Linked DNA regions of Sus scrofa: region 2 is linked to region 1. The links are chromatin contacts, called in public Hi-C maps. All regions are on one chromosome and are shown on one strand. The core of a region is the stretch at or near the end of the contact, and the rest is flanking DNA. Distances in the headings are between cores, read along the strand shown. Region 1 holds the start of CDRT1 (CMT1A duplicated region transcript 1 protein). Region 2 holds the start of ZNF286A (zinc finger protein 286A).

Region 1 (6,921 bases), core at 1,989-4,488:
TTTTCTCCACCGCTTCCTCATTCCAGATGGTCATTCATTTACTTCCCTGACACACCAAAGAGATCAAGGGCATACGTGGGGATCTAACTGCCCCCAGGGTCATTCCCTGGGACTCTATGCGTCTGCAGACATGACCACAAGTCGGGGCTCGTGGACAGCAGGAGTCCCCCGCCCTCAAGAGCTCACACGCTGACTCTGTCCACCTGACGCTCTGTCCCAGCCTCCTCCCACTTGCTAAATCCCTGCTTCCCATGTTGGACCCCCCTCCTGGACCCCCTGCGACCCCCGCCCCGGGCCCTTGCTTCCTTTCCGGTTGCTTTTGCTGCTCCAGCTGGCCAAACATTTCCAAGACCTTTTCACAGACACCCTAGACCACTGGCGTTCAGAGTGAGGGCCCCAGATGGCATCAGCATCCGCTGGGAGCTTGTTAGATGTGCAGGCTCTTGGCTCATCTCACACCTGCTGGCTGGGAGCTCTAGGGGAGGACCCAGCCACCTGTGTCTCAATAAGCCCTCCCAGTGATTCGAAGAAGGCAATGTTGGAGAACCACTGCCCAGCCCTATTGGGCCCTTTTGCTACCTCCAGTCTCGGATAAATTCAACTTCGAGGTTAGATTTTATGTGCAAGCAAGAAATACGGTGGAGTGAATGAGGAAAAGCCTTGGGTTTGACCTTTCAGCTTGGTTTCCAGGCAGGACAAACTAAAGGGCAAAACAGTTCCGCCTAATACGCTTACCTCCCTCCCAAACCCACTTCAACAACACCTCCCCCCAACCAAGGCAGGAACCGCACCAGCAGTGAGAAGCAGAGGTGTGGACCAGCCACCTCTGAGCCTAAGGGATGCAGAAATCCCTTCCAAACGCTGGACAGTTAAAAGTTCCTTCTGCCTTTTACGATTTTCTGTTAGGAAGTCACACTCGGCAGCTTCTGCTTTGGTCAGTGGGATCGGGCGTCCCGACAAAGGCCTCTGTTCTGCAATCTGGAACACCCCCAAATCCCCGTCGACCTGAACTTGTCCACCCCTCCCGCTCCTTCGCAGCCCTGGGGTCTGGACTCCTGGTCCTTGGGCCCTCCAGTCTCTCCCTGCGCCCCTGCCTACCTGAGACGCTGCTCCACTCTCTCTGAAACAGGACGCGGATGACGGAGGCGGCGGTGAGCAGTAACTTGGGCTGGCACATCTGCATCAGCAAGAGTGTGTAATTCACCTTCATCTGGTGAGTGCTGTTCCCAAACCAGCACAAAAGCTCCCGCATCTTCTGTTCCACCGTCTTATCCAGCCTTTGGTTCAAGGAGAACTTGGCCATGCGCCCCTCCTGGTTGCTGAGGTTGACCCGGGACCGGTGGTAGACGAAGTCCTTCCCCTGAGTGGTCTGGAGGATGTTTTGAAAGTAGTGTAGCAGGTACAAGCTGTCCAGCTGCACCAGGACGCTGACCAGGAACCTCGTCTGCGATGACTCGCCCACCCTTCGGAACCACTCTTTGGTGGAGAAGACCTTCCAGGCCAGGACACACGTCTCACACTTCCGGCACACGGGGACAGAGTCGTCCCCCCTCTCGCATCGGAAGTAGGGGGCATTCTTGAGCCGCAACTCCAGGTTCTCCATGGTCCTGAGATGACCAGCTCATTTTAACCTTGTCCGTTGTCGATGCCACCAAACCCCAGGGGAACAGGAGAGGCTGATAAAGATCCCGACGGAGCCTTTTCTGACATAAACATCTCCCAAAGGAAAAGGAAACTGCTGCGATGGATGGAGAGCTTCTCTCTCCCAGAAACTGCCGGTTGAGTCTGGCTTTCTGTACTGACCTCCTAGGAAACATGGCTTTACCGTAAATCTCCTAAGCCTGGAGCTGTGCAGGGGGAAGGCGGTTGCTGTATATTCTGAAAGAGCTGGTCATCCCGTTTCTAGAACCACAGGAACAGAGTCAAATTAAAATAATGTACGGACCCCTTTTATTTTATTTTGGCTGCTCCTGTAGCATGCGGAAGTTCCTGGGCCAGGGGTCGACCCCACGCCACAGCAGTGACCCAAGCCACAGCAGTCACAACACCGGATCCTTAACCTGCTGAGCCATGAGGGAACTTCTGGACCCCTTTGAAATTAGGGGGAACGAATACTGTGGAGCCTGGGGTTGAACTTAGATTGTTGTTAATGACTTTTAAATATTTGTGAGTATAAAATTAGACGGGAGCTTTGTTTTCTAGCTGTTGGGTTATAGTGCTCCTGAAAATGTAAACTATAAACAGTCATCTTCTTAACTCATTGTCAAAGTGAAAACACAAATGTTTCACACATACCTGTTACTTGACTGCTTCAGAGTACCAGCCAGAAACCGCTGCAGTGGAAAACTGTCCCTGGACCTGAGACGGTCTTCCAGCCTCAACAACACGTCGACGCAGGAGCACTGGAAGCAGCACAGCTGAGGCGTGAAGAGTGTGGGGCCTGGGGCCAGACTCCTGGGTTTAGACCCCGGCGCAGCTGCGGACTGGCTCCATGAACACAGACACATTCCTTAACCCTTTATGCTTCAGTCTCTTGTCTGCAAAATGGAGACAACAGCAGTTTCCACTTCACAGAGTCTGTGTGAGGGTTAAATGAGGTGTACTATGCCAAGCACTTAAAAGCTTGCCTGGCACACATTTAGCCTCGAGAAATGGTAACTACTGGGAGTTCCCTGGTAGCCCAGAGGTTAAGGATTCAGCGTCGTCATTGCTGTGGCTTGGGTCACTACTGTGGCTCGGGGTCAATCCCTGGGGCCTGGGAACTTCTACATGCTACCGGCGTGGTCAAAAATACAATAAAATTGCAGCAAGGTGGATGGAACTAGAGACTCTCATACTCAGTGAAGCAAGTCAGAAAGAGGAAGACAAATACCATTTGATATCACTCATATCTGGAATCTAATATACGGCACAAATGAACCTTTCCACAGAAAAGAAGCAAACTCATGGACGTGGAGAACAGACTTGCGGTTGCCAAGGGGGAGGGGGAGGGAGTGGGATGGACGGGGAGTTTGGGGGCAGTAGATGCAGACTATTGCATTGGGACTGGAGAAGCCATGAGATCCTGCGGTATAGCACAGGGAACTGTATTTAATCACTTGTGATGGAACACGATGGAGGATAATGTGAGAAACAGAATGTATGTGTCTGTATAAATAGGTCACTTTACAGCAGAAATTGACAGAACACTATGAATCAACTATAATACAATTTTTCAAAGCATAAAATAAAATAAGATAAAATGGATCTGTACATTATTGAAAAGTCTCATTGTCGTTGGGATCCTTATTTGGGGCAGCCGATCATCAATGTCCAGTACCGAGTTTATAGGGCACATGTATGTACACTGAAAGGCACGGGGAAGAAAACAAAGTGTGTAGTTTTGAAAAGAAAAAAGACGTGAAAATGACTTATCTGTTTTGTGAGATCTTTAGCCCTGGCCTGTGCTCCCCCAGGAGTCATGACTGGGCCATTACAGACAAAGCTGGGAGCGTACGTGGCCCTGGGCGTCCCCAACAGAAGGCCCCGCTGTCACCGATGACCCGGAAGGAGACCACTGGGCTTCCTAACATTTTTGAGACCAAAGGCCTGTTCGTAAGTCACGTCATCTGCAGAAATGCCGTGTGGAGCACAGACACAGTGAAAGTCTACGAGCAGACGCGCGTATGTTCCAAAGTTACCTGGGCAGCAGGGCGTCACTGAGAGCAACGGGGCTATTCTGAAGACAAAACCTTGACACCGCGGCCAAAGATGACAGGCACTGTCCAACTTCTAACTCCACAATTTATTTTTTTATTTATTTATTTTTGCTTTTTAGGGCCATGGCATATGGAGGTTCCCAGGCTAGGGGTCCCATCGGAGCTGCAGCTGCTGGCCTACACCACAGCCACAGCAACGCCAGATCCTTAAACCACTGAGTGAGGCCAGGGATCGAACTTACGTCCTCGTGGACGCTAGACAGATTTCCACTGAGCCATGACGGGAACTCCCAAACTCCACAAAATTTGTATCAGCAGCTGCTTCGGAGAACCTGGAGTCCACAGCAAACAGTCTGCAAACATTCCTAGATGCTGACATATTCAGAGGCGCCTGCATGTCTCAGTTCTCAAGAGGTTCCACCAGAAAAACATTCTCTCTCTCTCTCTCTCACACACACACACACACACACACACACACACACACACACACACACTGTATGAACGTGTATATAAACACAGAGGGAGCACATGTCAAAAAATGCAAATAATTGGTGGGGGGGCAGAGTACAGAGGGTTTCTTGTCCTCTCCTTTCCGCTTTTCAGAGGTTTTGGCTGTGCCCTGGGAATGCGCAAGTTCCCAGGCCAGGTATCAAGTCTGCATCACGGCTGTAACCAGAACCACAGCAGTGACAACGCAGGATCCTTAACCGCTGAGCCAGGAGGGAACTGCACTGGTGCATGTTCATCATTCATCTTAGGCAGGCGACTGTCGAAAGGAGAGTGACCTGATCAGGGGGCGGAAGGGCTGGACACCACACAGGAACACGGGACATGTGGTGCGAAACCAAGCTTCCCGGGGGACGCGTGAGGAGCTGCTCTTGGAACGAGGCACCAGATGTGTCCCCATCACAAGGCGGCTCCAGAGAAGAGCGAGCACCGCCCCGAGAGGTCGGGGGACTGAGACACGGACCTCGCTGAGACATTCTTAAGAGTCCTCGCTGTCCCCAAATCGGATGAGCTGCCGCTCAGCCTCTGCACGTCTCAGACGGGGAGCGGGGCGGGGGGGGTGGGGTTGCAAAGAGAACGAGGCCGAGAGACACTCCATTCATGAAGCGGTTTATTCTCCACACGACACCCCTGATCTAAGGGGGAAGGCAGCAGAGAAGTTCAAGGTCAGCCCTCCCAGGTTTGAATCCCAGCTCGGCCCCTCCCCATGTGACCACTGTGACCTCGAGCAAGCTCCCTAAACCCCGAGGACCCCAGCTTCCCCAGCTGCTAAACGGGGCTGCTGTTGGGGTCACAGGAGGGAGGGGTGATGCCCAGAAAGCCCTCAGGACAGTGTCTGGGACACGGGGAGGACGCGATAAAGTTGGTGAGTCCTCCGCAGGCTTTTTGATCGCTCTGAGGATTCCTGGTGACCAACTCCGGGCTCAGCGCGCGTCCACCTGAGCAGACTGGAGAGTGTCGCTAGAAGACGAGGAGGGGGCGGAGGGCCTGCGGAGGCTGCGACCGTGGAGAAGAGCGCCGTGTGGCAGCCAGAGACCCTTCCCGCGCGACTTCTAAGGCAGCTCCCACTGGCAGGGACCCCCCTTGGACCAGGCTGCCGTCCCATCTGCGGGAAGCGGATTCCGGCCTCTAGGGAGCAGCCTCCACTGAGGTGGGCGCCGGCTTTCCCAGTTCCTCTCCCAGATCCACAATCCGGATGGCGTCCTCCTTCTTGGAAAGCCAGAAGGCGGGGTAGACGGGCTCCGAGAACCTGCAGTCAAACCTGTGCACCAGAGTCATGGCATCGGGCTCCACGCCGTAGAAGGAGAGGACCCCGCCCGGAGAGTCCACGTAGACCCCCAGCCTCCGGCAAGGGCTGGCCTTGAGCGGGGTCTCCGTGTCGCTGTGCCAGGCCCTGAACGCCTTCCCGTCCCAGTGGAGGCTCCAGGAGAAGCTGTTTCCAGAAATGCAGCTGTTGCGTTCCTCGCCCTTCCGGTCGATGCCTTTGCACGTCAGGCCTACGTAGACGCCGGCCCCGGAGAGCTCCAGCTCGAAGTAGTACCTGTGCAGGTACAGGCTCTGCTGGGCCAGCACCTGCCGCCAGTGCGTGAACCTGCTGGGGAGGTCGGGGTAGGGGTGCTCCCAGGGCGCGGTGTTGGTGACCTTGCGGTTGTCCTCCTGCAGCCGGAGGTACCTGTGTGCCGTGTCCGGGTCGAAGGCAATGTCACAGGCGTCTGAGGGGACACAGAGGGTCAGGGACAGACAGCTGATTTGGACTGAACACCTCCAACCTGGCCAGCCTCCAAAGGACGGGAAAACATCCCCCGTCCCTGCTCTCGGCCTGCCCAGCCGCTGGTCCCCCCAGAAAAGAGGTGGGTGGAAAGCAGAAAGCAGAGAACAGTGTGAGACCGCGATTTATAAGAAGAAATCTATGTATTTGGTCTCTGCCTCGCGGTTCCCGGCACAGAGCTCCTGAAACCCTTGTGATTTGCTGGGCTCTACGTGTCTTTTGTCCCAACCAAGCGACTCGGGGTGGGCTCCTGGACGGGGCCATCAGAAGAAAGCTTGGACCTTTCAGCCCTAACTCCTATTCTCTCTGAGAAGTGAGAGGGGCTGGGATGGAGCTGATGGTCCTTCAGGCCTGTGAGAGGAAGCCTCCAGGTTGGCAAACATCCCCACCAGCGGGGCCGCCCCACGTCCACGGGGACAGAGGCGCCTGCTCCCAGGACCCTCCCACACCTTGCCCTGTGCACCTCCCCCACCTGGCTGCGCCCCTGTGTCCTTGATCACATACGAATGTTACAGATGCCTTCCTGAGGTCCGTGAGCCGCGCCAGCCGCCTGAGGAGGGGGGTCACTGCAACCTCTGACTGGCGCCCAAGTCGGACAGAGCTGTGGGCCGCCTGGGGACCTGCTCCTTGTGACGCATCTTGTGGCTCTGACACCCTCTCCAGGTAGACAGGATCAGAACTCAGTTAAACTGTAGAATGTCCAGCTGGTCTCACGGAGAATTGCTTACAATGGGGCAACCCCTCCCCGATCTGTGTTGTAAGGGGTCCCAGACCCCTTTTATTTTATTTTATTTTATTTTTGTCTTTTGTCTTTTTAGGGCTGAACCCACGGCATATGGACATTCCCAGGCTAGGGGTCCAATCGGAGCTAGGGATCAGAGCAGCATCTGCTAACTACACCACAGCTCATGGCAACAATGCCGGATCCTTAACCCACTGAGGGAGGCC
Region 2 (6,921 bases), core at 2,172-4,671, 40 kb after region 1:
CACTACCTCTGCTCTTCAATGAAGAAGGCAATAATTAACTTTTCACTCATTACTCTTACGCTTATTTTCTTTATACCTTGAAGCATCTGATTTTTCTTCTTCTTACTGAAATACTTCCTCCAGGAATATTTCCCAGGCCTTCTAGGCACAAGCTACAGGTGAATTATATGTACCTATGTGTAAGGGGCAGGGGATTGGGGGATTTGAGTTGTTTTCAAAACCAAGAATCTATGGTGTTAAAATGTGGGCAAAACCCTTCCCCAACTACCACTTTCTTCCTAACAGGTGATCTTAACCCGCAGAAAACTTCTCCAGCTCCACCTCCTTTTCGCAGGAATCATCTGGGTGGGTGTGTGGGTGTGTGTGTGTGTGTCAGGGTCGGAGAAAGGTGTTTAAGACCCTTTGAGGTACATCTGCTTGTACTGTTATCATCCAGTCTCTTCCCATCCAGCTCTAAGGCTATGCTGTGCATTGGTGAAACAGAAGGCAAAGATTTACCCAGGGCAATATGGGAGGGAACAGAAAGGAGAAACACTAGAAAGCACCCTCATTCCCTACAGCTCCTCCCAGAAGTCCCCTTGTGGCATCTGGAACTTTCCGTCACTGCTACCTTCCCTCCCCACCTACACACACACACACATACACACAGAACCAACTGTAGCCATCTGTCCAGGGCCATCTGGAACTTTCCATCACTGCTACCTTCCCTCCCCACCTACACACACACACACACACACACACACAGAACCAACTGTAGCCATCTGTCCAGGGCCATCTGGAACTTTCCGTCACTGCTACCTTCCCTCCCCACCTACACACACACACACACACACACACACACACACACACACACACACACACAGAACCAACTGTAGCCATCTGTCCAGGGCCATCTGGAACTTTCCGTCACTGCTACCTTCCCTCCCCACCTACACACATACACACATACACACACACACACACACACACAGAACCAACTGTAGCCATCTGTCCAGGGTTTCCAATCAATTTTTTCAACAGTTTCTCAATTCAACAACCTCCCTCCTTCCAGAGGCATCCAGGTTTCAGGTTGGGTTTTGGACAAGGAGCTAGCCATTTATGTCAGGATGTCATGTTAATTATCCTTTTCTGTATAACAATATTACCACATACCCAGTAGCTCAAAACGGCATCCACTCAGGATCTCACGGTGTCTGTGGGTGACGGCCTAGGCACAGCTTGGCTGAGTCCTTTGCAGCTGGCTGTCAAGGGGTTGGCCAGGGCCGAGTTCTCATGTCAAGACTTTCTGAGGAATGATCCACTTCCAACCACCTGGGGGTGGTCAGCAGGCGTTAGGTCCTTGCTGGCTGACAGTCCCTTGTTACACAGATTCTCCAACATCGTACTTGCTTCACCGTTTTGCTAGGAGTAGCAAAACAAGCATTAGAATCATGTCATCGTTGTTGTTTTCCTCGGTTAAAAGTGAGTCACAAGTCCTAAGTACACTTAAGGGGAGGGAGGGAATTACACAAAGGTGTGACTAACAAGAGGCTCAGATGATGGGAAGAAAGGGGTGCTTTCTTGAAGGAATTAAAAATCGCCTTGCCTCAAAGTTTTTGAAAGCCATTGAAGGGTCTTAAGCACTAAAGTAACATCGCGTTCTTGCTTTAGAATGATCGCCAGCCAGAAATGCGGCCAAAAAAGTTGGTGGGAAGTTAGAGAAATCAGTTATAAGGCTGGTACTACCATCCTAGTGAAATGTTAGCAGCTAGTGTAACCCAGCAGGACCCTGCAAAGCCTTCCCAGAGTGGACCCTACTCATGCCCCCCACCTGCCTTTTTAGCTATAGAAAAACTTTAAACAATTTAATCAGAGAAGAAAATACAGAGAAAAAGGAAAATAGTCTAGCAAGACAGAATAACAGTTTAGCCATTCAACAAAGTCAAGGACCTTTAATTACTTCTTCAAGAACCGTAACAAATATTCTGAGCCATGTCCTTGGAGCTGTAGGTGCTGAAGCCCCACCAAGAGGAAGACATCAACTGTGTGCTGCCCATTAGCATGTAGATCGCAGACCAGCTGGAACCAGAAGGTTGAGGACACGGACTCCCTGGGACCTCACCACCCACCCATCAGGAAAATGTCCAGGAGCTGATCCCTCCCAGCTCCTCAAACAGTTTAAGACTCCTCACTACCCCCTCCAAGGGTGGGGCACAGTCCTTGACGCACCAGCCTGCCGTGTTCCCCTCTTTGCCTAGCAATTAAAACTACTTTTTTCGTTTCCTCAAACTCTGTCTCAGAGTTTCTATCGCATGGCTGTACAGAGGCAATCGATATTTCCGCAACACTAGAACTAAAATAATGCTGGTGGGGAAAAAAGAAAGATGGACAAATTGAAAAGTCAAGAAATAAAATATGTAAGGGGAGTTTCTGTTGTGGCTCAGTGGAAACGAATCCTACTGGTATCCATTAGGATGCGGGTTCGATCCCTGCCCTCACGCAGTGGGTCAAGGATCCAGTGTTGCCATGAACCGTGGTGTAGGTCACTGGATATGGAAGTTGCTGAGTCGTAGGCTGGCAGCTGTAGATCGAATTACACCCCTAGCCCGGAAACTTCCATGTGCCGCCCTTGCACCCCCTCAACCCCGAAAAAAAACAGAAAGAAAGAAATTGAAAGAAAGAAATTGAAAGAAAAAGAAATTGAAAGAAAGAAATTGAAAGAAAGAAAAGAAGGAAGGAAAAGAAAGAAAGGAAGGAAGAGAAAGAAAGAAAGAAAGAAAGAAAGAAAGAAAGAAAGAAAGAAAGAAAGAGGAAGGAAGGAAGGAAGGAAAGAAAATATACAGGGCTTGGTGATAAACAGTGAGTGTTGAGGATATTCTGGTTTTGGCTTTTTCAATGGGTTTGTGAGCAGCGATACTATTCCGAGGAGCGATGGGGCAATTCAGACATTTTAAGTTTGAGGTGGGTAGATTTGTCCCATAACAAAATTACGGACTAACCAACCACGCTCCCTTGAGAGAACATCTCTTTTGATAAACTTAACTTTTCTGCTTGTAAGAACGTGTTCCTCACATTTGTTGCAACTGGTTGAATCTTTACAACTCACCTATCTCGTGTGTGAATTTTCAGAATTCCGAGTGGCCTAGGGACGCTGAACACCGCTCTGCAAATTACACCTTTCGCACTGTTTGAAAGCAAAGTTTGAGTCTGGGGTCTAACACAGTTTACACCGTAGTGATTTGCGGGGTGCGGTTCAGTAGCCCCACGTGCAGACGGAGCGCGGGCCCAGCAAAAGCACGCTTCCCGCTCTCCTAAGTGCGCGGCATCCTGCGCGGGCCGAGCGCCCGCTACTCTCGCGATAGAGAGAGACCACGGCTCTCGGTATCCCCAACCGCGCCACGCTCGCACCCACCTGCAGGGGAGCGGAGTCCGGCCACGCCCGGGGGGTTCTGGGAATCGTAGTTCCCGGGCCGGTGGAGGTTCGCCAGCCTTGCCCCCGATCTCGCGCATGCGTGACTCCGGTGGCCCGAGAAGTTCGTAGCCTTTGTCAGGCCCGTGGTAGGAGGTGAGTTGTCGCTCAGGTGCCACTCTTTTCGCCCGGCCCCGGCGGTGGCCCCCGGGGCGTCAGTCTGCGTCCCGCCTGGTAGAGTGCGCGCCGGAGCAAGGAGCGTCGAGGGCAGGCACGAGGCCCCCGGGCGCGGGTGCGAGCGCGGGGCGGCGGGCTCGGCGGGCTGGGGGCTTGGTCTGCGCGCCCGCCCTTCGGCGGCGGCTCGAGCGCTGCCCTCTCCGGCCGCGCGGTCCCCGGGCAGCTGCGAGCAGAGGCTCCTGGCCTCAGGGATGCTGTCCTGGGATTCCAGGTGCCAGGTTCGCAGGGCCGAACCGGTTCGGGACGGAACGAAGCCTTTTGGAGGAGCCCCCAGAGGGGAGGCGGGAAGAAGGAACGCGGGGCCTCGGGGCTTCCACGCTTCTTCCCTGAGAGGTCGGCCCTGGCGGGAGAGCAGAACCTTCGCGGCCAGGAGGAGGTGGTAACCATGGAGACCGAAATGCCCGGGAAGAGAGGTGAGGGGGCTGGTGTTGAACTTGCGCTGGGGGCAGGGCCACAGCCTTCCTCGGGCGCGGGAGTCAGAGCTGTCCGGCTCCTTTGTCTGGGGATGGACGGGTGAGTGAGAGTGGACGGCTTGGTGTGGGCTCACCCCTCTTCCACTCCAGCTGGTGCACAGTGGCCCTCCAAAGCCTCCCCCCAAATGTGAGCGAAATGTTAGCTTCTGAGGCTTGAGCGTAGCCTCACACCTCCTCTCACACCTTCTTCCTCCGTGATGATTATACGTATCCTGGTCTCATCAATGGGTCTGAAAGTTTAGCTTTATGGGTTGGCAGAAGTATTTAACACACTTGTCGTTCCACTTTGCACAAAAACCCTTTGGTTTCAGTAGAGCAGAAATTTTTGTCTTATCTCAGAGAAAATAGGCATCGGAGTCAATGACTGACTTCCAGTTCTTCTAGCCAGTGTTTCTTGAAGTTTGGTCTGCGACCTCCTGTATCAGAATCCACACCCCGCCCCCTCCCATACTTGTTCAGTTTGTAAATCGTACCCCAGTCTCAACAGTGATAATTATTTGGGGGTGAGATCCAGCGATTTACCTTTAACATAAGCCTGAAGGTTTTAACCAAAAATTTTTAGGTTAATTTTTCAAAAGCATGGAGCCTCTTTTTCCCATATTAATTTAATCTAGATTAAGCTCGGGAAAAAAAAAAAAAAACTTATTTTAATTTCCAGACCAGAGAATGCCATCTTCCTGGATGTGTCACAGTGCTGCCACTGAGTGAATTGAAGCCTCAGGTAGCAACATGCTGGGTTGTTTCTGGCTCCCTTCAGCAGAAGCGTTTGTAGAGAGCATCATTAGTAGGGTGGCGGGAAGTTTAAACTTGTAAATCTGAATCACAAGATAGATCTAGGCCGCCTCCTTTCTGCTTTCTTGCCCTTAGCTCTGTCTTCCCAGGATTCTCCATTTTCCCAAGAGAAGAGCACAGAAGAGGGAGAAGTGGCAGCCCTTCGCCTTACTGCCAGATCCCAGGTGAGCTAGTATTGAAATGGCACTGTATTTCTCAGAGTACAGACGCACTCCCCACTTTCTGATGTGGCATTTCTGTGTCTGCTAGAGCCCATCTAGAGAACAGAGTTCTAATTCTAAGAGATGACTTGAGTGGCTAATAGACTCCGTGGAAAGTGTTTTGTACTTCCTCGTGGTATCCTCTCCATCCAATATTTATTGTCACTCCGCAAGCCTGGAAGGAGCATCACCTACTAGCTAATTTCTGTGCTTAGTAATTTGGGAAACTGTTTTAAAAGACAGCAGGGCACATACCTCTTAAACTGTATGTTCCACTATGTGACACATGACTGTTAAGTGGAAATTTAAGAAAGCACCTTGGAGTTCCTGTTGTTAAGAACCCAACTGGTATTCATGAGGATGGGGTTTGATCCCTCATCCTGCTCAGTGGATTAAGGATCCGGCGTTGCTACTGAACTGCAGCATAGACCTTGCAGATGGGGTTTGGATCTGGCATTGCTGTGCCTGTGGTATAGGCCGGCAGCTGCAGCTCTTATTAGACCCCTAGCCCAAGAACTTCCATATACTGCTGGCCTAAAAAGAAAAAGAAAAAGAAAAAAAAAAAGCACCTTAAGTCCTGGAATGAGTTATGAACATACAAAAATAGATGATGAATGCTCATCTATATTAGAAATGAACTGTTATCAAGTCTGCAGCTTACTTTCCAATTTCCCTCTTCTCCAAGGGCAAATATTAAGAATTGTCAAATTTAAGTGGTAGTTGTAGTATATCAGTGAATAGTGTGTTAGTCTTTCAACTTTTTGTGTATCTGAAAATTTTTATTAAATGCAGTTGGGTAGGAGGAAAACCACCCATGATGTGTCATATACTACAACCCAGGGATTCCTCAATTTGCTATGTGACTCCAAAGTGTAAAAAGTGGGCATTGCACATTGCTATGGTATGTAAAAACAATTTCTCAAGATCCTTATATACTTGCTTGCCTCCATTGGTTTTTCGAATGCCTTACATTATTAATATTGGAGACTTTCTTAGTCAAGAAGCATTAAGTTGCAGCTGATGAAAACAGGATTCAAACTGAAAGCAAAAAGCCATATTTACTGACTAATGAAAAATCCGGGTCTGGCTAAGATTGTGTTCAAGCAGTGACATTAAGACATATTCTTGGGGAGTTCCCGTCATGGCTCAGTGGTTAACGAATCCAGCTAGGAACCATGAGGTTATGGGTTCGATCCCTGGCCTTGCTCAGTGGGCTAAAGATCCGGCATTGCTGTGAGCTGTGGTTGTAGGTCGCAGATGCAGCTCAGATCCTGATTTGCTGTGGCTATGGTGTAGGTTGGCGGCTATAGTTCCGGTTAGACCCCTAGTCTGGGAACCTCCATATGCTGCGGGTGCTGCCCTAGAAAAGACAAAAGACCAAAAAAAACAAAAAACAAAAACAAAAAAAACAACTATTCTTGGAGTTCCCTTTGTGGCACAGCAAATCTGACTAGTATCCATGAGGATGTGGGTTCGATCCCTGGCCTTGCTTAGTGGTTAAGGATCCTGCATTGCCATGAGCTGTGGTGTGGGTCGAAGACATGGCTTGGATCCTGAGTTGCTGTGGCTGTGGTTTAGGCTGGCAGCTGCAGGTCCGATTTGACCCCTAGCATGGGAACTTCAATAGGCCACAGGTGTAGCCCTAAAACACACACACACATACACACACACACCCTATTCTCTGTGTTTCACTGATCTTTTCTTTTTTTAATAATGATTTTTTTCTTTTATAGTTGGTTTACCGTGTTCTGTCCATTTTCTACTGTACAGCAGAGTGACCCAGTTACACATACATATATACATTCTTTCTCTCACATTATCCTCCATCATG

Evidence for each region. A called contact is a pair of places that touch in the nucleus more often than the background predicts.
Region 2: a Hi-C map of embryonic fibroblasts shows a contact between it and region 1, with 4 times the contacts expected there. The contact joins the promoter of ZNF286A here to the promoter of CDRT1 in region 1. A contact is called at or near these places in 1 of 5 promoter capture datasets (liver), 22 of 47 Hi-C or Micro-C datasets (adipose tissue, alveolar macrophages, brain and 14 more) and 1 of 2 datasets of contacts at active chromatin or transcription factors (skeletal muscle).

The regions. Positions count from the first base shown.
Region 1 is chr12:58,921,286-58,928,206 of Sscrofa11.1, forward strand. CDRT1 (CMT1A duplicated region transcript 1 protein) reads right to left here and starts at 3,239. Exons shown (of 14, transcript XM_021067906.1): 1 at 1,099-3,239. The coding sequence starts at 1,603. TRIM16 (tripartite motif-containing protein 16) reads right to left here. Exons shown (of 6, transcript XM_021067910.1): 6 at 4,798-5,917. The coding sequence ends at 5,334.
Region 2 is chr12:58,960,992-58,967,912 of Sscrofa11.1, forward strand. It overlaps ZNF286A (zinc finger protein 286A), which reads left to right and starts at 3,422. Exons shown (of 6, transcript XM_021067914.1): 1 at 3,422-3,544; 2 at 3,837-4,038.